2 separate regions of the Mus musculus genome follow, and region 1 is linked to region 2. A link is a contact called in public HiCAR-type data. All regions are on one chromosome and are shown on one strand. The core of a region is the stretch at or near the end of the contact, and the rest is flanking DNA. Distances in the headings are between cores, read along the strand shown.

The links. HiCAR-type assays count read pairs that join an accessible place to other places.
Region 1: a HiCAR-type map of astrocytes shows a contact between it and region 2, with 4 times the contacts expected there. The contact joins the promoter of Clip3 here to the promoter of Blvrb in region 2. A contact is called at or near these places in 1 of 115 datasets of contacts at active chromatin or transcription factors (astrocytes) and 1 of 9 other capture datasets (pancreatic islet).

The regions. Positions count from the first base shown.
Region 1 is chr7:30,288,936-30,294,261 of GRCm38.p6, forward strand. Clip3 (CAP-GLY domain containing linker protein 3) reads left to right here and starts at 2,760. Exons shown (of 14, transcript NM_001360763.1): 1 at 2,760-2,907; 2 at 3,220-3,431. The coding sequence starts at 3,266. Thap8 (THAP domain containing 8) reads left to right here. Exons shown (of 3, transcript NR_144498.1): 3 at 598-1,302. It also overlaps the pseudogene Gm50588.
Region 2 is chr7:27,446,450-27,451,888 of GRCm38.p6, forward strand. It overlaps Blvrb (biliverdin reductase B (flavin reductase (NADPH))), which reads left to right and starts at 1,529. Exons shown (of 5, transcript NM_144923.3): 1 at 1,529-1,747. The coding sequence starts at 1,669. It overlaps Sptbn4 (spectrin beta, non-erythrocytic 4), which reads right to left and starts at 140. Exons shown (of 36, transcript NM_032610.2): 1 at 14-140.

The sequences.
Region 1 (5,326 bases), core at 1,510-4,009, 2.8 Mb after region 2:
AGGAGCAGGGGAGATGATTGATAATGGAGCCCCCAAAATAGGATGTGCACATTGGAGAGCCAGCCTGGGTGGGAGGCATGAACCTGGAGCCATGCTCAGGGCCCTTGGGTATGAATATCCTCAGGTCAGGGGATATGGGAAACTGTAGCACGCATCCACCATGTTGCAAGTTCCCCTGAAGGATGGTCCAGGCTGTAGGCCTGTCTGCAGCACATGGGCAGTGAGCACTGGGTGTCCAGCTGCCCCTAGTACTTGAGCAAGTGAGCATTCCACACCCTCCTGCTTCCAATGGCGATGGGGAGTTCACTCCCTGCAGCCTGATGCGGTATCCTCCACCGTCTCCAGGGCATCAACTGACAAGGTAAGGAGGTCCCTGCAGAGACTGATCCCAGCCTTCTCCACTAGGGAATAACCATAGAATCTGGGCTCCAGCCCCCACCCACCAAGGCAAGCCCCTCTTCGATTCTGCCCCTCAGTCTTCCCCTCTAAGGGAGGTCCCTGTAGAAGCTGACCCCAGCCCTTAACACCCAGAGGAATGCCCCTGGGAGCACTGACTGCTCTGATGTTCTAACCCCTCCCTTCCATCCTGTCTTCCAGAACCAAGAACCAGGAACACCAAGAAGCCTGAGGCACTACCCTTTCCTCCTGGACAGGAAGTTTCCCCTGCGCCCCTGGAGCCCAGCCACACAGCCTCTGGCTCAGTATATTTCATGGTGCTGGGACCTCCATCTCTGGGGAGACCCTGAGGCAGCAGCCGCTATTGTCCTTCCTACTTGCTTCCACAGTGCCAGGGCTTGGAGCCCCTGACCAACACCAGGCTACTCATGGGGTGCCGAAACAACGAGTTCACAGGTTCAGAGACACCAAGAGCAGCACCGGGCACAGCTGTGAGCTTTGGAACAGCTGGTGTGGCAGCTGTACTGGGAGAGCCTGCTGGCCTGCGCACACAAGCGTCCATTGTACTGTCTGAGAGCCTCTGGGACTGGCAACCAGGACACTGGCTCCACCTGCAGGGTCTCTGCTTTAAACCAGGGTCCAGTGTTAAAGAGCCTTCTGTATCTGTGGGGGTGTAGGAGTGGCCTTGCAGTAGAGGGCTTGCCTATAAGAGCCACCCCCCACCCCACCCCGAGTTCCATCCAGCACCCGCCAACCAAAATAGGCCTGTAATCCTGTAATCCTACCAAGAGGAAGGCAGGGGCAGGAGAATGACAGCAAGTTCAAGGCTAGCTTAGGCCATTTGCAACCGTGTCACAAATGAGCAGGCCTGCTAACACCTGTTGTGGGGTGACACAGCCTCAAACCATGCCTGCCTTTGAGTTCATGTCTGCTTGAGAAGAAGGTGAACTAGTTAACTAATAAACCAAATCACTCCGAGCCAATCAAGACTGAAGGAGAGGGGCTGACAGCAGTGTGTCTGTGACACGTGGGTGGAGAGGGAGCCTGTCTGGAGGGCACTTGGGCCAGGGTAAGAGCAACTCTGCAGAGCCCCTACCATCTGGGCCATCACAGTGAGGACGGCTGGATTGCCCTAGAGAACACCTAAGGGGGTGGGTACAATTTTTATAAAGAGCAAAGATGTCACTGAAAAGGTACTTATGGGTAAAATACTAAGAGGGAAGGGAGGGAACCATCCAGGTGTCTGTGGGAAGAGTTCCTAGGCAGAAGAGACTGTGAGGATGTGGTACAGATGTAGTGAAGTGAACTAAGTGGATCCTAAGGGAAGGTGAAGATGGAGAGGTGACAGGCAAGGTCATGTAGGGACATGGTGGGCTATGGTGGACCACACTGGAGAGTGTGTGTGTGAGGAGGAAGAGGAGGAAGAGGAAGAGAAAGAAGAGGAAGAGGAGGTGGAGGAGGAAGCGATTGTAATTGGTTCTTGCTATGTTGCCCAGGTTGGCTCTGGATCCAAGGCCTCCGTCTTCAGCCTCCTAAGTGCCAGGGTTGTAGGCCTGTACCATACCTACTAACACTGGCTATTGCTGGGGTTGGTGTCAGGCAAGCAAATGTGTCTGAGTCCAGCAAGGTCCAGAGGCAGAGCTTGTTATTACGGCACCAGTTCAGCCAGGCTGAGGACAGAGAGAATAGAGGAGGCTGAGGCTGGTCCAGGCAGGGAGAGGCAGGATAAAATTCTGGAACTATCTCGAAGAGGAAATTCCCAGTCTGCCCATTAGAAGGAAGAGGTGGAAGGCCGAAGCCACGGTGATTTGTGGTGTAATAGATAAGGCCAGGCAGGTGTGAGGCTGAGGTGGCCCTGAGCTAGAAGTGATACATATTTTTAGAGATGGCACCCAGAGACCGTTGGTCACCTCTCTACACTACCGCAACCACAAAGCTTGGTTCAAGTACCACCATCCTTGAGCAGGTGGCTAACCTTTCTGTCCTGGGTGATGAGGGTAAGAGTGAAGAGAAAAATGTGGCCCTCCCTTTACGTGGGACGTGGGATGAGCATAGAAGGAGTAGGACTGAAGTTTACAAAGGGCTGACACAGTACCAGACTCACCACTGCTAAACACGACCTGGTTTGCTAAGTGGAGGAAAACACCCGTTCCCACCCATGTCTTTTTAGTCCTTCTGTCTACCTCATCCTGTTCCAACTCTATGTTTGTCACATCCTTCCAGGGGACTATCTCCCATTCCTCTGGAGATCCCGAGTGTCTAGCCCCTTCCCGTGGCCTCCAGCGTCTGCCTCAGCGCTCTGTCTCCCAGCTTCTCCTCCCCCGCGTCTTGTCACTGCGCATGCTCCGCCAGCGCCCCTCCTTCTCCATCCCCATCCCCCGCCAGCGTCTGGGCCTCGTCCCCTTCTCTCTGTCTCCCTCTCGTCCCCCATCTCGTCCCCCGACACTGACACCCCGATACTCCTGAACTCTCTTCAGTCCCAGCCTTGCTCTCCAATCGGCGCCATCTGAGGTAAGATGGGAGGCTGGGGAGAAGGGGAGGGGCGAAGCATCCTGCATCCCTAGATAAACAAACCCCGGGAGGGGGCGGCCGAGACCCAGGGGCCTGGCACCCGAAGAGAAGAATGGGAGGCTGGGCCTGAGAGAAGTGGCAGGCATTGGGGCCCATATCCCTGGGCCTTCTAACGAGTAACGGGGATCCCTTTGGTTGCCCAAATCCAGAGCTGGGGACTAGGGGGCCGCCCGTGGCTCTTGAAGGGGCTTGGACCCCCGCGCTGTGGGGAGCCCTCTCATGCTGACCTATATCTTAAGGGTTTGCCTCCAGGCCACCCCCCCAACTTTGCACAGGCCCCCAAGGGCTACAGAGGACCATGACTAAGACGGATCCTGCCCCAATGGCCCCTCCGCCCCGAGGGGAGGAGGAAGAGGAGGAGGAAGAAGACGAACCAGTTCCAGAAGCCCCCAGCCCCACCCAGGAGCGCCGGCAGAAGCCAGTTGTGCACCCCTCAGCACCTGCTCCGCTCCCCAAAGACTACGGTAACCACTGTCCCCACCCTAGAATCTAGTCTGGAGCTTTAGGTGATGGTGGGTGGCTTGGCTGAGCTGTGTTGATGGTGATGATGGGGGCATGCTGAAGGTGGTCCACTGGAGTCTTAGTTGATGAGCCCTTTAGACTGCTCTCCTTCGTTAATTACACTATCATCTGTTAGAGAATGGGGGTTGGAAAAATTCTAGTCCTCCATTCATGACATATCAATTCAGTCGTTTAGTCATTCAACAAACACTGTCTGGAAGCTACTGCGAGCCTAACTTTATGCTAGGAACTGGAGCTACAGCACAGAGCAAGATTTTCCTAAGACTTTGCCAAGAGAACTCCCCAATCGCAGTCCCACAAATGAGGCTAAATATGAGATTACAGGAGACAATGAGATTGATTTTATCAAGCACAGAATGCTGCAAGAGCTTTTAAAGACAGGGTTCCCCTTAAGAGGTAGCATGTGGGGAAAACCCAGGTCGGAGCAGGGAGGAGGAGGCTGCAGGAGAATTAAACACAGGAGTCAAGGGTCTGGGGTGGAGGGGTGTGAGGGAGGAGCTGAGAGGAACTGGGGAAACGAAGTGTCTTCATTCGTGGAGGACGGAGGATTCAGGCATCAGCCTTGCTCTCAGAGAGACCCAACAAGTGAAGGGACATACTACCTTCACTGTGCACAGTGGAGTGTGTGCTGTCAAAGTATCAAAAGGCGAGACATCCAGCAGAAGACGCGGGTAGTTGCTGGCTCTTTCTGATTAGGTGCATTGCAGACTGAGGCCAGAAGCACCAGGAGGAAGCAGCTGTAAGCAGCTTGGACCAATAGCTCCAGTTGGAGAAGAGTGTGTGCAAAGGCCCGGGGGCAGGAATGCAGAAGAGTGTGTGCAAAGGCCTGGGGCAGGAATGCAGAAGAGTGTGTGCAAAGGCTGGGGCAGAAATGCAGAAGAGTGTGTGCAAAGGCCCGGGGGCAGGAATGCAGAAGAGTGTGTGCAAAGGCCTGGGGCAGGAATGCAGAAGAGTGTGTGCAAAGGCTGGGGCAGAAATGCAGAAGAGTGTGTGCAAAGGCCCGGGGGCAGGAATGCAGAAGAGTGTGTGCAAAGGCCCGGGGGCAGAAATGTAGAAGAGTGTGTGCAAAGGCCCGGGGGCAGGAATGCAGAAGAGTGTGTGCAAAGGCCCGGGGGCAGGAATGCAGAAGTGTGTGCAGAGGCCCGGGGGCAGAAATGTAGAAGAATATGTGCAAAGGCCCAGGGGCAGAAATGCATTTGGAATTGCAAGACCACAAAGCTGCATTTAGGGAGTAATCAGAAATGGGGACAGGTCTGGGAGGGACTTCCAGGCCACACCAAGGGCTTTCCCTGTTTTCTGAGTGTGAAAAGGAGAGAACAGTGTGTGCATGTGTGCAGTCTAAAAATAGAGTAGGGCAGCCTTGTTAATTACGTTTTAGTTGATTTTGTGTGTGCTTGCACGTGCATGCCATGGCATCTGTGTGCCAGTCAGATGACACATTTCTGTAGCTCTTTCTCTCCTTTTACCCCGTGAATCCCCGGGATCGAAGTTGGGTCATCTGGCTTGGTGACAGGCCTTTACCAGCAGAGCCATCCCACTGGCTCTTGATTGACAACCTTGAAAGCTCCTTCTGGCTTCTGATTAGAGAGAGAGAGATGGCGCTCAGCCCCGACTGGATGTGGGGGAGAGGCGTGAGGACCTCTCCAGCGAAGGCGTTGGCTGGCAGCGCCCAGGGGCTGTGAGATTCAGAAACTAGTGCTAGGTTCAGAGAGTTGGGGGATGGGGCAGGAGGAATCGCCTGTGGACATGTCACCTACAAGGGATCGATCAGAGGGACAAATTTTAGTCTAGCTAGAAAAATAAAAAGAATATTATCTGGAGAGATGGCTCATTTGAG
Region 2 (5,439 bases), core at 279-2,778:
CACCGCCGCTCACCTGGGCGCCGGCCGCCGATGCGGTCCCGGATGCTCGCCGCGCAGCACCGCCCTCCCTGCGGGCGTTCGTCGCCGGGCCGGGCCCGGCTCTGTTCGGCCCCACCGGCCCGCCGCTCGGCCAGATCCGCATGCGCCGCCGCCGCCGCGCCTCCCCCCACGCGCCGCAGCCGCTCCGCACGCCCCCGGGACCCCTCCCGCACGCCGCCCCGCCGCCCGCGCTGTCACACACCGGGCCACGCGTGTGATGCACAGCCGCGCTCGCGAGCGCTCGAGGCAGCGTCACACACTCCCACACTGCCACTCACACACCGGGCCCCTGGCAACGTCATACACACTCTCTCCACATGCACACTCTCATGGTGTCACTCCTTCGTAAGGGGTCAGTCAGGGTCAAACCTTCTAACTGTCTGTCACACGCAGTCACTTGCAATGTTTTCCTCTCTGGAATGTGTCCTGCAGGGTCATTCACTGTGACACACTCTGATATAGCCACCACTGACAGTGACACTCAGATATCACCAGTAGTTACCAATACAGTAAATAGTGCCCTGCAGGATCGTACATACATTGTTACTCAAATACTGCCACCACCACAATAAGGGTCACATGAAATCACTTGAACAGTATCACAGGATGGAATAGTGCTCTGCAGGACCACGCACTGTGACACACTCACATACAGCCACCACCACCAATAGCACATACAGTCAGGCATGTCACACACCTCCAAGGTGTCACAGAGTATCTACGCTCACACAACACAAAGTTCACAATCGCATAGTCTTACACGCTTAAAATGTCACACCAGTTGCCTAGGCACAAAAGATGACACACCCTGTGTTGCTACACACCCATACATCAGAGCCTCAACAAGACACAAAAGGAATCTCAGTTGATGTCACACACAGTCACACATAAATGGGATCATATCACGCACCCATGTGGTGTCCCAAACCTTCCCAATCCGAAAGTATCACACTCCATTACAGCTTACCATATCACACAGGCTGAGTACCCCTCACAGTATCACCCCCATGGACGCCAAATAACATTAATGATCTCTATACACAACTCACATTGCAACACAAGGAATGAAACCGGGTGTCGCCCACAACCATGCTGTCCCTTGTGGTCACTGAGGGTCACACAGGCACAAAATCACCCCACACACCCCTCTTGCTTGTTGGGAGGACGCTTTGGTAGAGGGAAGTACCATCTCAGAGCCTGTCTGTAAGGGGGCGTGAGCAAAGAGAGCACGGTGGGCGTAACGCCCCGGCCGGCCCCGCCCCGCTCAGCCCCGCCCACTAAGGGTGGCTGTCTCTAGTAGGCAGAGCGCTAAGTGACAAACTGCTCTAGCACCGCCCACTCCCTTCCCTAGAAGGGGCGTGGCTTCTACGTCTAAGCGCCTATCGGAGAAGGGGCTCTGGAAATGCAATTTGACTCCTCCGCCTACTCATGCTCTTTCCAGCGGGAGGCGTGGTCGCCTCGGTCCCGCCCTTTGAACCCAAATTAGGAGGGTGAGGCGGAGGCTGGAACCTTGTCTGGTCCCGCCCCCTCCTTCTGGGTCGAGGAGGACCCGCAGCGCGCCTCCTCGCAGCCACTGTGTTCCCGCGCGTCCTCGGAGTTCTCAGCTTTTCCGGCCCTGGACCCCGCAGCATGACTGTCAAGAAGATCGCGATCTTCGGTGCCACCGGCAGGACCGGGCTCACCACACTGGCGCAGGCGGTGCAAGCAGGCAGGAGCCGGGGCGGGTGGGGGAAGTCATGAACACCGGGCGGAGTTTTGGGAAAAGTCGTCCTGGGGGCCGGGCGGAGACCACACGGGGCGGTGTGTGCCCCAGCCTGTGGGCCAGCAAGTGGTCACGGGGGCACAAATGGAGGACTCTGACATTCAGCGTTATGTGGGTTCAAGGCGTAAAGGAATTAACTGTGGGAACCTGGAGGACTCCTCTGACAGTTCTATGCAAACCAGGGGTTCTTATGAAATGTCGTAACTGTGGTGGTGGTCCTAGTTAGCACACCCAGAAAGGGTTTTCTGAGCCAGGACTAGCTTGGCATCCAGCCAGCCGGGCCATCTCCTTACACGTGTTAAAATTCTGGTGACCCTCATTTGGAATGGGAACTAGTGTGTTACCCCACTTGACACATAAGAAAACTGAGGCGGAGAGGACTTGCTGGTACATGGCTGTGTCGGGATTTGAACTCCGGTCCGTGGTCTTAAGCACTAAAAAACTGTCTGCAGGCTCATAGTTTGGTCACTGGAACAGAAAATCGAAAAGGTTAGGCAGCAACTTACTTCAAAGAGAATGGAGGTGATCACCCTATAAGAGAGGGGCAGTCCAAGAACTGAAGTCCTGGGAAGGACATTGAGCTTTGGGGCCTCCCGAGGGGAGGGCGCAGGATCCCCCATCATCCCCTGGCTCCTCAGTCTAGAAGTTAACTCTGGACCAGACGTGAAAGTTCCAGATAAAGAGCCACACCCTTGCTAGCCTTGGCGATTCTTAAGATATTGACTATCAGAGTGCCCCAAAAGGGTGGAGGCCACAAAGAGCCCAGTCCCTGCTGGTTCCCAGCACAGCTCCTGCTTTGGGTGAGGCTTTTTCTAGAAGTTCCATCCCCCCGCCCCCCATGGGCTATCCTTTCCCCCAGGGACTTAATGAGGGCCTTAATTCGTGGCAAAGGAGAGCGCCCTGGGCCTCCCAGAGAAAACAAACTACAGGCTGGCTGTGGTGGTGTAGACCTGTAATTTCCCCCACCCCTGGAGAGGCAGAGGTAGGAGACTCAGGAGATCAAACCTATCCTTGGCTGCGCAGCAAGTTCAAGGCCATCGTGGGCAACCTTAGACCCTATGTCAAAACAACAAAACAAAAGCAAGCTGCTGATAAATCATTTCTAGGGAGGAACAGGGAAAGGAAGAGAGAAGTTGACAAATGCTGTGTCACCATGAATTTGTGGAGTATCCTGTTAAATACCTTAATCCCCAATACCACTGTTTACTGATGGCTCTCCCTGCTGGTCACAGTCGGAACTACACGAAGGATTTCCGGGAGGCCTGGCCTTTTTCTCCCTGTGGCTCAGAAAAACCTGTCAGAAACAGGAAGAGGAAAAAAAAAAGAAAAGAAAAAGGAAAAAAAAAAAAAAAAAGGCAGGAAGGGATTAGGGGATATAGCTCTCAGAGATGAAACGCCTGCCTGGGATCCACCTGTGAGAAGAGGCTTGAGGGGGGCGTGGCTCAGTAGGCCCCACGGCCTAGCGGCCTAGCGTGCCCAAGAAACTGCACAGTCAAGGAAAACAAGTAGCTAGGAAGGGCTTGGGTTTTAGTCCCTCAATGTCATTTTGTAGGACCAAGGGTCTAACAAACAGACTCTGGGTTCATCCTGTGTATTTAAACAGCCAGGTCTACCACATACCACAGTGATGTGACCAAATACTGTGTCATCTACAGTCAAAGACCTAAATATCTGTAAAATAAATAAAGAAAAGAGAAAAGAAGACCAATATTGAAGCAATGGTTGCGGGCTAGACAGATAGGTCAGTGGGTAAAGGTACCTGACAACCTGAGTTAAATCCCCAGAAAGAGAGAACCAACTCAGAAGAACTTGACCTCTGACTTCCATACATGCACACACACAAATAAGAGTAACAGATAAACAGAGGTTGCTAGCTGGGTGGTGGTGGTGGTGCAAGTGTTTAATCCCAGCACTTGGGAGGCAGAGGCAGGTGAATCTATGTGAGATCGAGGACAGCCTGGTCTACAGAGTAAGTTCTAGGACAGCCAGGGCTACACAGAGAAACCCTGTCTCAAAAACAAAACAACAACAAAAACAGGGGTTGCCTTGAGACTCTGATGAAATGACTTACAATGCAGAAAGTGCTTAGAACCAAGGCTCATGCCCAGTGGGTGCTTATACTCCTCAGCCAACTGAACTCAGATATAAAGATTATAGCCCAGTCTTAAATGTAGCTCTGGTTTTCTCTACCCACTGTGTGCCCAAGGCTAGTTACCAGAACCTGCCTCAGTTTCCCTTTCTTGGTATGATAAGAATGGCCACTTTGTAAAATTGTTACAATCTAGGACTTTTCAAACTAGGGCTCAGTGTGAGTGCTGGACTGCTTTAAATTGGTCACAAACGATCAAAATGTATCAAGTTGCTGCTGCGGGAGTCGCTAGAATCTGAGCCTAGGCCCTGGCAGCCAGGTCTGACCACGTGTCCTCAGCAGGTCAATTAGTGAGAAAAACTAATAGTGAAAGTAGAAAAAGGAGATGAATTTAATGTAAGCATGTCGGGAAGCTCCTCTGCTACCCAGACCCAGCCTTCAAGGTCTTGATGAAAGCTACAAGTTTAAATAGAAGGCAAGAGGTACCCACGCATGCGCAATCCCTCTCGTTAATGGTGTGGTCATCACAGCCATCATCTTGTTGAACCCTGTGTCCTCCAAGGTGCTCTGACAAGTTGTCAGAGCCATGAAATCTCTTCCTCTTCTGGTTGGCACAGGGCCCCGGCCTCCTTCTCCTGCCATCATGAGGCATTTGGGAAAGTTGCACTTTTGGAGTGGGGGGTCCACTGTTTCAAGCAGTCTGATTATCATCTGCATTCCTGCCAGGATAAGGTTACAGAATGCCAGATGTTGGATTGACATATGAATTTATGTGTACTGGTCAGGCAGTGAAATTTTGTATTGAGTGTTAAGATTTTATTTTATTTTATTTTATTTTATTAATTCTTGAAAGAGCTGGAGAAATGATGAGAAAATCCTATACTCCCAAGACTCAGAGAGTGGAAGGTTCACACTCTCTTTTTAAGGTTCACAGCCAGTTCTGGAAAACATAGTTCAAGGCCAGCCTGTTTTGTGTAATACTTTGCCTCCAAAAATAAAAAAGGAAGGAAGGAAAAGAAAAACCTTAAAAGTGAATGAATTTTGCAACTTATTCTCAAATAGGAAGAGAAACAGAAAGACAGACAGATTTGTACATGTGTGAATTTTCTATGCAAATATATAAGTTCTGCATATCATATACTATGTATATAAGTAAAAAGAGGAAGCAGGTCTAGAGAATCTTGCAACTTCTCTATAGCTGAGATTACTTAAAAATAAAAGCTTAACAGAAAGCCTGACCAGATGTTTGACACCTGCAGTTAGGAGGTAGACAGCAGGAACAGCACAGGGTTTAAGGCCAGCCTGAGCTACATTGTGAATTCGGTGATCGTGTGGGCTACAGTGTGACACTCTGACAAATAAATAAATACAAGAAACATGAACAAAATGTTAGTAACAAATGATATTGTTAAAGAAAAAAGTCACCACATATTTTAGGGCCAGCAAGGTGGTTTAGTGGGTAAAGGCGCTTGCTGCCAAGCCTCATGGCCTGAGTTCAATCCCCAGGACCCACATGGGTAGAAAGAGACAACTGACTCCTGCGCACACG